4 separate regions of the Mus musculus genome follow, and regions 1, 2 and 3 are each linked to region 4. The links are chromatin contacts, called in public Hi-C, HiChIP or PLAC-seq and promoter capture Hi-C maps. All regions are on one chromosome and are shown on one strand. Each heading gives the region's core, a stretch centred on a gene start, on an enhancer-like site or on the middle of the called end of the contact. The rest is flanking DNA. Distances are from core to core; before and after follow the strand shown. Region 1 has its middle 42 kb from the start of 5430403N17Rik. Region 2 holds the start of Cldn23 (claudin 23). Region 3 holds the start of 5430403N17Rik (RIKEN cDNA 5430403N17 gene). Region 4 holds the start of Trmt9b (tRNA methyltransferase 9B).

What was found. Promoter capture Hi-C pulls out the DNA fragments that hold promoters and counts their contacts. Hi-C and Micro-C count contacts between places; a contact is called where the count stands out from the background. HiChIP or PLAC-seq counts read pairs in DNA pulled down with a chosen protein or histone mark.
Region 1: a contact with region 4 is called in a Hi-C map of cerebellum, with 2.5 times the contacts expected there. The contact joins the enhancer-like site here to the promoter of Trmt9b in region 4. A contact is called at or near these places in 1 of 39 promoter capture datasets (the C10 cell line), 1 of 484 Hi-C or Micro-C datasets (cerebellum), 2 of 115 datasets of contacts at active chromatin or transcription factors (craniofacial prominence and embryonic stem cells) and 2 of 9 other capture datasets (adipose tissue and embryonic stem cells).
Region 2: a contact with region 4 is called in an H3K4me3 HiChIP or PLAC-seq map of embryonic stem cells, with 4 times the contacts expected there. The contact joins the promoter of Cldn23 here to the promoter of Trmt9b in region 4. A contact is called at or near these places in 2 of 39 promoter capture datasets (the 3T3-L1 cell line and embryonic stem cells), 2 of 115 datasets of contacts at active chromatin or transcription factors (both in embryonic stem cells) and 1 of 9 other capture datasets (liver).
Region 3: a promoter capture Hi-C map of stem cell-derived epiblast-like cells shows a contact between it and region 4, with 4 times the contacts expected there. The contact joins the promoter of 5430403N17Rik here to the promoter of Trmt9b in region 4. A contact is called at or near these places in 4 of 39 promoter capture datasets (the C10 cell line, liver, pre-B cells and 1 more), 1 of 484 Hi-C or Micro-C datasets (cortical neurons) and 1 of 9 other capture datasets (embryonic stem cells).

What each region holds. Positions count from the first base shown.
Region 1 is chr8:35,923,125-35,925,824 of GRCm38.p6, reverse strand. No RefSeq gene overlaps it. Among named protein-coding and RNA genes, the nearest start is that of 5430403N17Rik, 42 kb to the right of the region's middle. Within about 2 kb of position 1,449, at least 5 of the 459 cell types and tissues checked have an H3K27ac peak or open chromatin away from gene starts, as enhancers often do. A contact at or near this core is called in cerebellum, where this site is marked.
Region 2 is chr8:35,825,281-35,827,980 of GRCm38.p6, reverse strand. It overlaps Cldn23 (claudin 23), which reads left to right and starts at 1,422. Exons shown (of 1, transcript NM_027998.4): 1 at 1,422-2,700. The coding sequence starts at 1,649. The coding sequence ends at 2,539.
Region 3 is chr8:35,881,618-35,884,317 of GRCm38.p6, reverse strand. 5430403N17Rik (RIKEN cDNA 5430403N17 gene) reads left to right here and starts at 1,361. Exons shown (of 3, transcript NR_046181.1): 1 at 1,361-1,465.
Region 4 is chr8:36,456,817-36,459,524 of GRCm38.p6, reverse strand. Trmt9b (tRNA methyltransferase 9B) reads right to left here and starts at 1,439. Exons shown (of 5, transcript NM_176952.5): 1 at 1,142-1,439.

The sequences.
Region 1 (2,700 bases), core at 200-2,699, 530 kb after region 4:
ACAGTGCTCTCACAATTCCATATTTTACGCCAGGAGAGCACACTGCCTGTTATCCAAGAACGGAGAGAAGTGTAAAATAGATTACGAAGAACTGAAGAATATCAGCTTTGCCTCCTATCCTTCCCCCTCATTTTAACTTGTCATAAGATCTGAAGACAGTGCTCCGTTATTGGAAAACGGAGAGATGACACCGTTACCAGTGCAGTCCAGGCAAGACCTTACAGAGTATAACTAGAGTGATCACAGGGAGAGTTAGATAAAAGCCAACAAAAGTCTTGATCAATGACTGCTAAGTGCTAAATATTGTAAGAATACAGAGAGGCTTACAAAGATAAGAGAAATATCCTTGTCCTTCAGGAAACATGAAGTGAGTGGAGAGGAAGACAAGTATAGCTCTCCCTATATGGCAGAAAGCGAGTCACAAGATCTTTGTTCTTAGATGGACCAATGTTCTTGATACAATGGAGAGACCCAACTAAAAGTAGAAAGCAGAGGCTACAAATAGGGAAGGCAGTTAAGATCAACAGCAATGCTCTAAGCAAGAAGCAATAAACGCCTCAGCCTGGGAAGTATTTCTGGCACTGAAGAGAATAGATAAAGGAAAGTCCTCCTATAGGCCCTGATGACCATCACCATGAGTGGAAGCCCAGGAAGATTGAGAAAGCAAACTTCCAGGTTCTTGCCCTGCCATGTGGGGACACGATACAGCCATCACCCTTGCTGGGGAAATCAGAAGGAGAGGAGAAACTGTGTATCTCATAACCAGGATGCTTAGGACCAGAAGGGATTTTGGGTTTTGGATGTTGATGTATTTACATAGACATACTGAGCTACCTCAAAAGGTGTGGGATCCAAAGTTGAAATTCAATTATGTCTCCTAAACCTCCCCCTTACACACATAGCCCAAAGTCAACCCTATATAGTAAGTCAGATGACTTTGTGGTGTCACTTGTAAGCATCATCTTGGTACTCCAAGGGTTTTAGATTTTAAAGTAGTAATGCTCAACCTGTTTTAAAACCATAGAAAGAGAAGCCTGTTGATGAAGATCTTTTGAAAGTAATCGAGTTTAACAGAACAAATACTTCTCTGCTTCATTCTCTGCAGAGTTTAAACACCCCAAACCTCCTGATTATAGTCTCTCCTCTAGGAGAGGGTAGCCAGGGAACATGCTAGCCCTGCATAGTTCCCAAATATTCTTACCATCAGTGACACAATTTGAAGCACCCCAGAGAGCTGATTTTATTTTTTCCACTCGTCTCCAAGGATCCTCTAATTAATGAAAAGGCAAAATGCCGCCTAGACAAGAGGTAACCAAAACACACCAAAGATGCCATTGATTCAGAGTCTCTTACAAAAACAAATCCGCTGGCAGGATTCTAACTGGGTAAACAGTCCCTAAAATGGGAATCCAAGCAGAGAGAGGGCAGTGTGCAGAATGCATCAGATCATAAACAACCCCCACCCCTTTCAAACCTCTGAGCAAGGAAATCAACCCCAGTACCAGCTCAGAGAAAGAAAAATGTCCTGGCAGTCCTGCCCCCAGTGACCAGGGACCAGATGGCCAGGCATTTGGGAACTTCTTGGGTTTTGCTGCATAGGAAGTAGTCTCCTGGGGGGACCCTGATTGGCCTGTGTCATCCTCCTCTTCCCGCTGTGTCCCATCAGTACCACTGGGCATCAGAGAAGATGCTCAGAGCCTTAGAATGATGTCAGCAGCATATTTTCTCACAGATTGATGGAAGTGCCTTTTACTCCTGGTTTGTCACAGATGATCCATGAATTTTGTTGGTGCTTTTCTTCTTTTATTGAGGGGGGTCATATGTTTTTCTCCTTGATAAAGAATCCTGTGGGGCTGGAGAGATGGCTCAGCGGGTAAGAGCGCTGACTGCTCTTCCAAAGGTCATGAGTTCAAATCCAGCAACCACATGGTGGCTCACAACCACCCATAGTGAGATCTGACTCCCTCTTCTGGTATGTTTGAAGACAGCTACAGTGTAGTTATGTATAATAATAAATAAACCTTAAAAAAAAAAAGAATCCTGTGGATGACTTTCAAAACCCTAAGTCACAGGACTATTCGCTACAAACTCCCCTTTCACTATCACAGGTAGCCTTTCTTTTTCCACAAATGGCACAGCTGTCCTTTCCAGACTCTTCTGTTTTACATAGCGACTGGCGTTCCATGTATTAGCGCAATAGGGTTTTGGATTCTGAGGGGTCCACTGGCTGGCTGACTAGGAGGTCGGAGCCCTTGGTGGCACTTGGGAGCAGACCAGAAGTGTAGGGCTTGAAGGAGCGACTTTCCAAATGACAGAAAGCAGAAAGTCATAAATCCATCCACCCAGAACTCAACTCTTCTTGGCTTAAGCGCCCCAGGAAAATCTTAGCTCTGAGCCCTAGGGAGACTATTTATCTCTCTCTTGCCCCGTGGCCTTTTGTGTTGAACACTGTAGAATCAGATCTTCCATAAAAAGAAAGTCCCTGCCTTCTGTAGATCAGCAATATAGTCAGCAAACAGACTTAAAGGAATATGCATGCTCCTGGCAGCAACTATCCTGGGGCATTACCTCTGTGCTCTGGAGTGCTTGAGAGGTGAAGCCAAAGCCAAAGCCTTTGCTAATCACTTTCACTTTTATTTTCTTGTTTATTTAATTTTATTTTAATTTTTGGCACAAAGTATTGCTATGCAGGTCAGGATG
Region 2 (2,700 bases), core at 173-2,672, 630 kb after region 4:
TATGTTAAGAAAGCATTTTTCAAGGAAAAGCATGACTCTCGCCCAATATAAAGTGAATATGTTCTAAATATGTAAAGGTATTTAAGGAGAATGTGAACAGCTCATACCTAGACCAACAGGAATGTTAAGATGAGTTTGACAGGCAGTGCCAAAGTAGGTGGTATTCAATGAGCAAAACATATTACGTTATTGTGGGTAATTATACGCTCATTATAAAAACCTTTTAAAAAAGAAACCTAAGCACGTGGATTGTAAACATTGTATTCTGTCAAATTGGCTAATTAAAGGCTGCACACTAAACCAGTGACATCAGGGATCACTGGCTCCTGCCTTTGCCGATGCAGATTTTCAAGCTGTCGTTTTTAACCAATCAAGGTGAATATCGTGCTCCTTCTAATTATATTTCATTGGTTACAAATTTGCCCTTTTCCATGAAAATAAAAAAAGCTAATTGACATTCTTTGGATAATAACCAATTATATTCCATCCTCGCAGAACCTCTGGGTTTCTCCAATACATCATAGGCCCGCCAAGTTCTGAACGGGAAAATCGAGTCAGCCTCTTATCCACTTGAAAAAAAAACGGTTTGTTATTAATTTTTAAATGTATTCACTTTACATCCCAAACAGCTCCCCTTCTCCTCCCAGTACCCCCATTTAGTTCCTTCCCTCATTCTCCTCTGAGAAGGGTGCCACCCCCACCCCCCAACACACACACATAAGTCACTGCAGGACTTTACAAGACTGAAGAGAAAACTCTTTCGCAACTCTTCAACCCAGAAATACTCTCCCTTTCATATGAGTTAAACTTCAGGCAGAGCGTGGAGACTTTATTAAGCAAGTCTAGCAAAGTTTCCATAATGCAACTGTTTGGATACACCCTGAGCCTGGAAACCGTGGTGCACACAGGTCCCGTGCATCCTGAGCGCACCACTGTGCCCTACGTGGCTGCAGATGGCAGCGCAAAACTTTCGAGGGATGCTGGTCACCAGCTGGGAGTGAAAAGAGACTTGTGTTGGCAGGGCCCACGGGCAGAGTTGGGGAGAATTGGAGGCAGTGTAGGGACGCTTTGCTTTCTGACCGGACCTGAGAAGGAAAGGGAAGAGGGGAAGGTGTAGCTAGGCGACAGGTGAGACGACACTAGCGGCCCGCCCCCTTTGTCCCGCCTACAAGCGCGCAGGCAGTGCGAGAGAGCGAGGGCGGGGCGACCTTTGCTCGAGCCCTAAACCATCCGGGCGGGCTGGGAGGAGTGGCCGGGCTAGGAGGAGCGGCTGGGCTAGGGTGGGGTGTCCGGGTCCTCAGAGTCCGAGGTCGCCTCCTTGCCAAGTGGCCCTGGCGCTCCCGCCCCTCCCACCCGGTAGGGTTTGGCCTTGGGGGCCGCACCTGGGCGCGCGGTTTCGGTCTGACCGGACTCGGAGCTGGTTTCGATTAGGGACAGCGGCTGGGCGAGAGGGCGGAGCGGTTGGGACGCGAGAGAGGAGGGGACTTGGTGTGAGAGGCTCAGTGGGGACAGTTCCGCGCGAGAGACAAAGAGCGCCCAGAGAGCGCAGCGAGCATCGCTGCTACCCAGCCCGGCAACCTCGCAGATTCGAGGACAGGGTGCGCAGCGGAGCAGCCACAGCTGCTAGGGACCCAAGAGGCTACGCAGGATGCGGACGCCGGTGGTGATGACGCTGGGCATGGTGCTCACGCCCTGCGGGTTGCTGCTTAATCTTGTCAGTACACTGGCCCCGGGCTGGCGGCTGGTGAAGGGCTTTCTGGACCAGCCAGTGGACGTGGTGCTGTACCAGGGGCTGTGGGACATATGTCGCGAGCAGAGCAGTCGCGAACGCGAGTGCGGCCAGCCCGACGAGTGGAACTACTTCCAGACCCAGCCTGTGCAGGTGGCCCGGGGACTCATGATCACGTCACTGGCCACTACCGCCCTAGGGCTGCTGCTGGCTTCCCTCGGTGTGCGCTGTTGGCAAGATGAGCCCCACTACGGGCTAGCGGGCCTCTCTGGCGTGGTGTTTTTCGTCGCTGGCCTCTTCAGCCTCATCCCGGTCTCCTGGTATAACCACTTCTTGTCAGATCCCGACGTCCTGGCCGCCCCGAGCTCGCCGGTCACGGTGCAGGTCAGCTACAGCCTGGTGCTGGGCTACCTAGGCAGCTGCCTGCTGCTTCTGGGCGGCTTCTCTCTGGCGCTCAGCTTTGCGCCCTGGTGTGAAGAGCGTTGTCGCCGCTGTCGCAAGGCGCCCCCAGCAGGCCCGCGCCGCAGCAGCATCAGCACCGTCTACGTGGACTGGCCGGAACCAGCGCTCACACCTGCCATCAAGTACTACAGCGACGGACAGCATCGGCCTCCTCCCACCGCAGAGCACAGGGACACCAGCAAGCTCAAGGTTGGATTCCCGATGCCACGACCGCCACCCAAGTCCTACACCAACCCGATGGATGTGCTTGAGGGAGAAGAAAAGAAGACAGCCACCTCCCAAGGTGGTTCCTCCTCTCGCAGCACTCGGCCCTGCCAAAATTCGCTGCCCTGTGACTCCGACCTGTAGACAGGGTTCACCTGAGCTCTGCCTGGAGTCTGAGGGTGACTTGAACTTCTGCCAGTACATCTGCAACTAGAACCCTGGTCGCCTTCCTCTAACTGGAGGGCAAGCCTTCCTTTTCTAGGGCCAAACTCCTCTCCAAATACTAGGTTGGGTTCATTTATCTT
Region 3 (2,700 bases), core at 112-2,611, 580 kb after region 4:
TCCGAAGAAGTCTAAATCATCCACTAAAAGGCTATCTGTCTTAAATAGCCCGTGCTCACTTGCCTGTAAACGACTTCAGTGGAATCATACCTTCAAATATGCTTTCACCCATAAGTTCTGTAAAACAACCAAACCATCACTGGATTGTCAACTTTCTATAATGTCCCAGGCTACCCCGTAACAAGGAGCAAGGGTGTACCTAACATCCGCTAATAATTTGCCAACCACACAACAAACCATGCAGCTTGTTATCCACAGACTTACCATGCAGCAAAGCACACCTGTAAGAAACACCAGGCGAAGTATGGAAAAACCCACTGTTGAAAGGAAAACAAACACACAAAAAAACTGAACCCCTGTAGTATGCCATTGTATTCAAAGCTTTGCCAGAAAGAAAAGAACACACACACACAGACACACACACACACACAGAGACACACACACACACAGACACACACACACACACAGAGACACACAGACACACACACACACACACACACACACACACACACACACACACACACACGAGTATTATCTCACCTTCCCCTTTTCTTAGCCTTATGGCTGGATGATTAAGATTGCCTCTTTCTAGAAGATTTAGGAATGCCTATTCATCTAACAAATTTGACTTAGCTTCTGTTTTGATCTGAGCATTGTGGTAGGCACCCTAAAGAAAGGAATTAATAAGTGCCATTGCCTGCCTTTGAATTGCTCACCATGACAAAAGGAGGCGCAGACAGCAGTAACCAACCTGTCCAAACACACAAGGCACTACTGGAAACTATGAAATATATGTTGTCTCCAGGGTCAGGATCATAATTTTAAAATAAATAAATAAATAAACAAACAGGACTTCCCAGCTGCAAATCCTCATAAACAATCCCTTTCCCCCAGGACAACAGTCAATCTTTGGTAAGAAAAACAGGAAGCATCCAATTCAGGCTCCCGGTGGAAGGATGCAGGCTGAATATTCATTAGGGTGGGGGGTGGATGGGAGCAGGAGAAGGGAAATGGCAGGCAGCCAGGGACGCTCACTGCATCCCATCTCTCAAACTACCGAGATGTGGGTTTTTTTTTTCCCCTACAGCCTCCTTGGAAGAAGGACAGTGAAACTGTCCTGTTGTGATATGAAATATGACCACAATAACTAGGTTAGATAATAAACTATTCTTTATTTGCTAATAATTGTCAGCTCACAGGGTCTGTACACGTATTAACACTGAAACATTAAAAAAAAAAAAAAAAGAAAAGAAAAAAGAAAGAAACGTTTGCTTTCCACGCCGTCGTCGCCTAAGGGGAATAAAAAGAATTCGGAGGCTGCATAAAACTGTAATTATGATGCAACACAGCCAGGAGAGCTAACAAAGAATCTGCTTTCCCTTTGTGTTGTTAACTGAGTTAGTTCTTCCAACTTTCTGCTGCTGACAATGGTAACACTGGGCTTCGCTGAATGCTGGGTGGACAGGTAAGCCTGGGGGCAGGTGGCCCGAGGGGGAATGCACACAGCTGTGCTATAAGGCTGACTCTAGAAGGAGGATGGTCATCATTTTCCCTTCATTTCTCTGAAAAGGAAAGGAAGACATGTTTATGAGCAGTATAATTAACAGCTGGGTACCTTGTTGAATTAAGACATTATCACTGGATGAAGTTTTTTTAAAGGGGCAGCTAAAAAACTCCAAAGGCGAGTGACATGCTATTTCTCCTTTGGTGAAATTAGCCAATTAAAGTCAGATTTAGATGTGTGTGTGTGTATATATATATATATACACAAACACAGGTTTATTGCAAAGCTGCTGTCAGGTGTGTTCACTGGCCCCAATGACTGAGGCCATAAAAGTCACCATGGAAAGGGAAAGAGAGCAGAGGGGGAAGAGAAAACTCAGAGAAAGAGAAGGAGAGAAAGGAGAGACCAAAATGTCTGGATTACATAGGGAAGAGCCTCTGACAGAAGGGCAGCCCAGTCACTGGGCTGAAAAGTTCCGGGTTGGGAGCAGGGCATGCCATGTAGGGACTGAGGGATGCTGGGAGAACATGGACACCAGGTCTGCTTTGGTATGTAAAATATGTCCTAGGGTATGAAATCAAACAGTGACCCAGTGGGGAAGAAAAACGGACTTTACGATAAGAACTGAAAAATACTTGCTGGCAATGTTGAAGTAGAAGTTAAATGTATTTGGCTGAATTTCATAAAGGAAATCAATGTTCCCATTAGCTAAATCTAAGGTCATCTGAGTTCGTTTTCTAGTCCTTGACAATGTATAAGCTCCAACACCCCCATTCTTTCAGAGTGAGTCACAGCTGCCTCACCTTCCTTCCACCCCGCCTCTAGCCAGCATCCTTCCAACTCCCAGATGTGCACACAACCCTTTGTGTTCAGGTTTTTCCTCCCACATCTTCCTGGGGGAATAGGAGAGGGTGTGGCAGTGCTGGTCTGATTCCCTTACAGTTCCACTCTGGGGTCAGTCCCTCCTCTAGCTTTTAATGGGTGGCCATTCACACCGTGCTGGTTCCAGTGAGGTGGAGAAAGTTCCATGAGGCAATGCCACTACATCTGATATCACCTCCTCCCCAAATGATACTCAAGTGAAACTTCCCTCTCTCCCCACCCCCACAATATGTAGACAAAACCAATGTCTTCCTTCTCCATCCAGACTCATAAGTAGAACCTGGATATGAAGGAGACCCGAGAAAGCCATCAGC
Region 4 (2,708 bases), core at 190-2,689:
CTGAACTACCTTAGATATACCAAGACACACACACACACACACACACACACACACACACACACACACACACGCCAAAGGATGAAGTATTTTCAAAGAGCATCTTTAGAGCAACCAGATCTTTCTAGAGGCAGGCTTTCTTTCCAGTGAGGAACGGAGCCTATAGAGGGCCCTCTTTTCAGACGTGGCCATCAACAAAGCAGCAGTTCTTTGCAATGGTTTCCTTAGTGATTGGATGCTTTGCAACTTGTCACAGTCTCCTTTTAAATGCACCACACACAGCCAGCCAGTGGCTCCTGGACATTCCTCCCCAGAGATCTTTATCTCCAGAGACCCACCCCAAGTGTCCCTAGGTCACTGATGGATCACATCACCAGAGCTGTTTACACGGCTGTAGCAGGCTTCTTGATCTCTGAAAAATCCAACAACTTTCCCTTCACTAAATTTCAATACAAATTAATCACCCCCCCCCAGGAAGCAGAAAGAATAGATACCTTAACGGGCTATAGGAATAACAGTGCTTTTATCTGGGGGCTGGGGAGGGGGAGTGTTAAATGCCCTTTACTGGTGTATTAGGAATAACCTTAATTTCCAAGCTAGACGGATATAGTCTTTTCCTGCATGAAATTTCCTAGGTGCATTTTAAAGATTTCATGCACACCAACTAATACATAAAGAAAGGCCGGGCTCGGAGTTGTTTGCATCTTTGTCTCTTTTTATATGTTATTTCTGACAAAGAGCTCAAGTTAATTCTAACAGGCGCACACAGGAGGCACGTATCATTGTATAGATCCCACCATCCTGTTTTGACTTTCCTTCCAATAAACTGTATTTTCATTCTCAGCTTTGGAAACTTTCAGGCTGCTGAGTTATCTTAGTTCCCGCCTCCTGCTGGGTAGAAAACCATTTCCCAAGTCACGGCTTTTAAAGGGAAAGATACACGTGCGACCAGAAACAAAAATACAACTTCACCTTTATACTTCTGAGCTTGTCGCCTTGGACTCCGAGAGCCTATTTATCCTCCCTGCCATCTGAAAAACGTCCTGCAAGGCATGCTGCTCTGCTTTGGTCACATCTCAAGTTTGCAGGGTAAACAGGTTCTCCCACCATTAACAAGGATGGCCGAGAAAGACCAGGAACTCACCCAGGCTTGCAGATTCCCGGGCGCTCTGGCAGTCCTTGGGGTGCACAGCCGCTGCAACTCGGGCAGCGGAGATTCGGGTCACCATAGAGCGGTGCAGACGAAGGTCAGCACCAGGTTTTGGGCGGTCTTTGCCCGGGATCCGGGCGGGAGGCTCGGCCGAGCTCTAGCTCGGAGCTCTTCAGTAGCGCAGCCCGGGCTATCCAGGATGCAACTTCCACGGGTCGGCCTAGGAGCGTGAGAATGAAAGGGAGAGGACTAGAGAGAGGGACAGGGGGCGGGGAAGGGTTTTTGGGAGTACGCGCGGGACGGAAGCGCGCGCCCGGGCTAGAGCGCGGCTCCGTAGAGAAGTTGGAATGCAGCCGCGAGGCCGCGCGCATTCAGGCTCCGGTGGGGACCTCCTGCCGAGCTGCACCGCTTGGGCGCCAGAGTGACAGCTGCGACTTCCCACGACCCCCACCCAGCGGAGTCCCCACCGCCTGGGCCCGCCCTCACCTCTCCCCAGGCTACAACCGCAAGCCCGCGGCGCCTCCGAGTCGGCTCGGCGCGGCGCGGGCGCGCGGCGTAGCCCAAGCCGTGTGGCTGCTCTGTCTGTCCCCTGCGATCGCCGCGCCCGGACGCGCCAGAGGCTGGGCTCAGGATGACCTTCCTGTCTCCCACCTCCAGTGTCTGGTGGGGTGAAGGGTCCTAAGTGGGAGAGACGCCACTGGGCGGGTACACCTGGCGGGCCTTAAGCGCAGCTCAGTACCTGTGGTGACACCACGTGACCCTGAGCCCAACTCTTCCCCTTTGATCCTGACCGCAACCTACTGTAAAGGAAAAATCCCTACCGGGTATCTGGGCACGTGGGCTGACTCAGGATTGGAGGAATCAAGTCCAGCCTGTCACCGCACAGGCACGCTTGCTCAATCTTTTGAATGTTTTGCTAAAACGAGCGGGTCAAAAGCCGCGTATATCACAACAGTGCAGGGTGGGATATAGAAGCGATCACCCAAAATGGATATAGATCATTGTTTTTGCAATAATAGTGTTAATTGCTTTCAGTGTCTTAGCTGGTAACCTTCAACCCCTATTCGTAAACAACACAGTTACAGGCAGGGTTCTTTGTACTTTTTTTTTTTTTTTTTAAATACATGTTCCCCGGAGTCGGAGCCCAATACATTCAGTAATGCTTTGCTGGCTTTTGGATAAGACCCTGATGTTGTTGAGTTTCTGTCCTGTTATAAGTGTTGGTAAGGACTCATCTTAAGGTCTCACAAAGACAATGTGCATTTAAAACGCCACAAGGAGGACTGCTGGAGATTAGTTTAATTCAGGGATAGTGTTCTAGTACTCAGGCTACTGGGGTGGCCCAGGGAGAACTTCTGTTTGGATTTCTATTGCAATGTCACAAATAACAAAATAACCATCTCCTAGTCCTCTGTAGAAACCTCTGCAGGTGCTGAGGCACACATGTGGTTTCTGATCGATCAATAAAGATGTTAGCGGCCAGTGGCCAAAGGAGACGGGACAGAACCCTTAGGGTTGTTGCACAGGCTAGGAAGTAGGGGAGAGGTGACAGAGGAGCGCC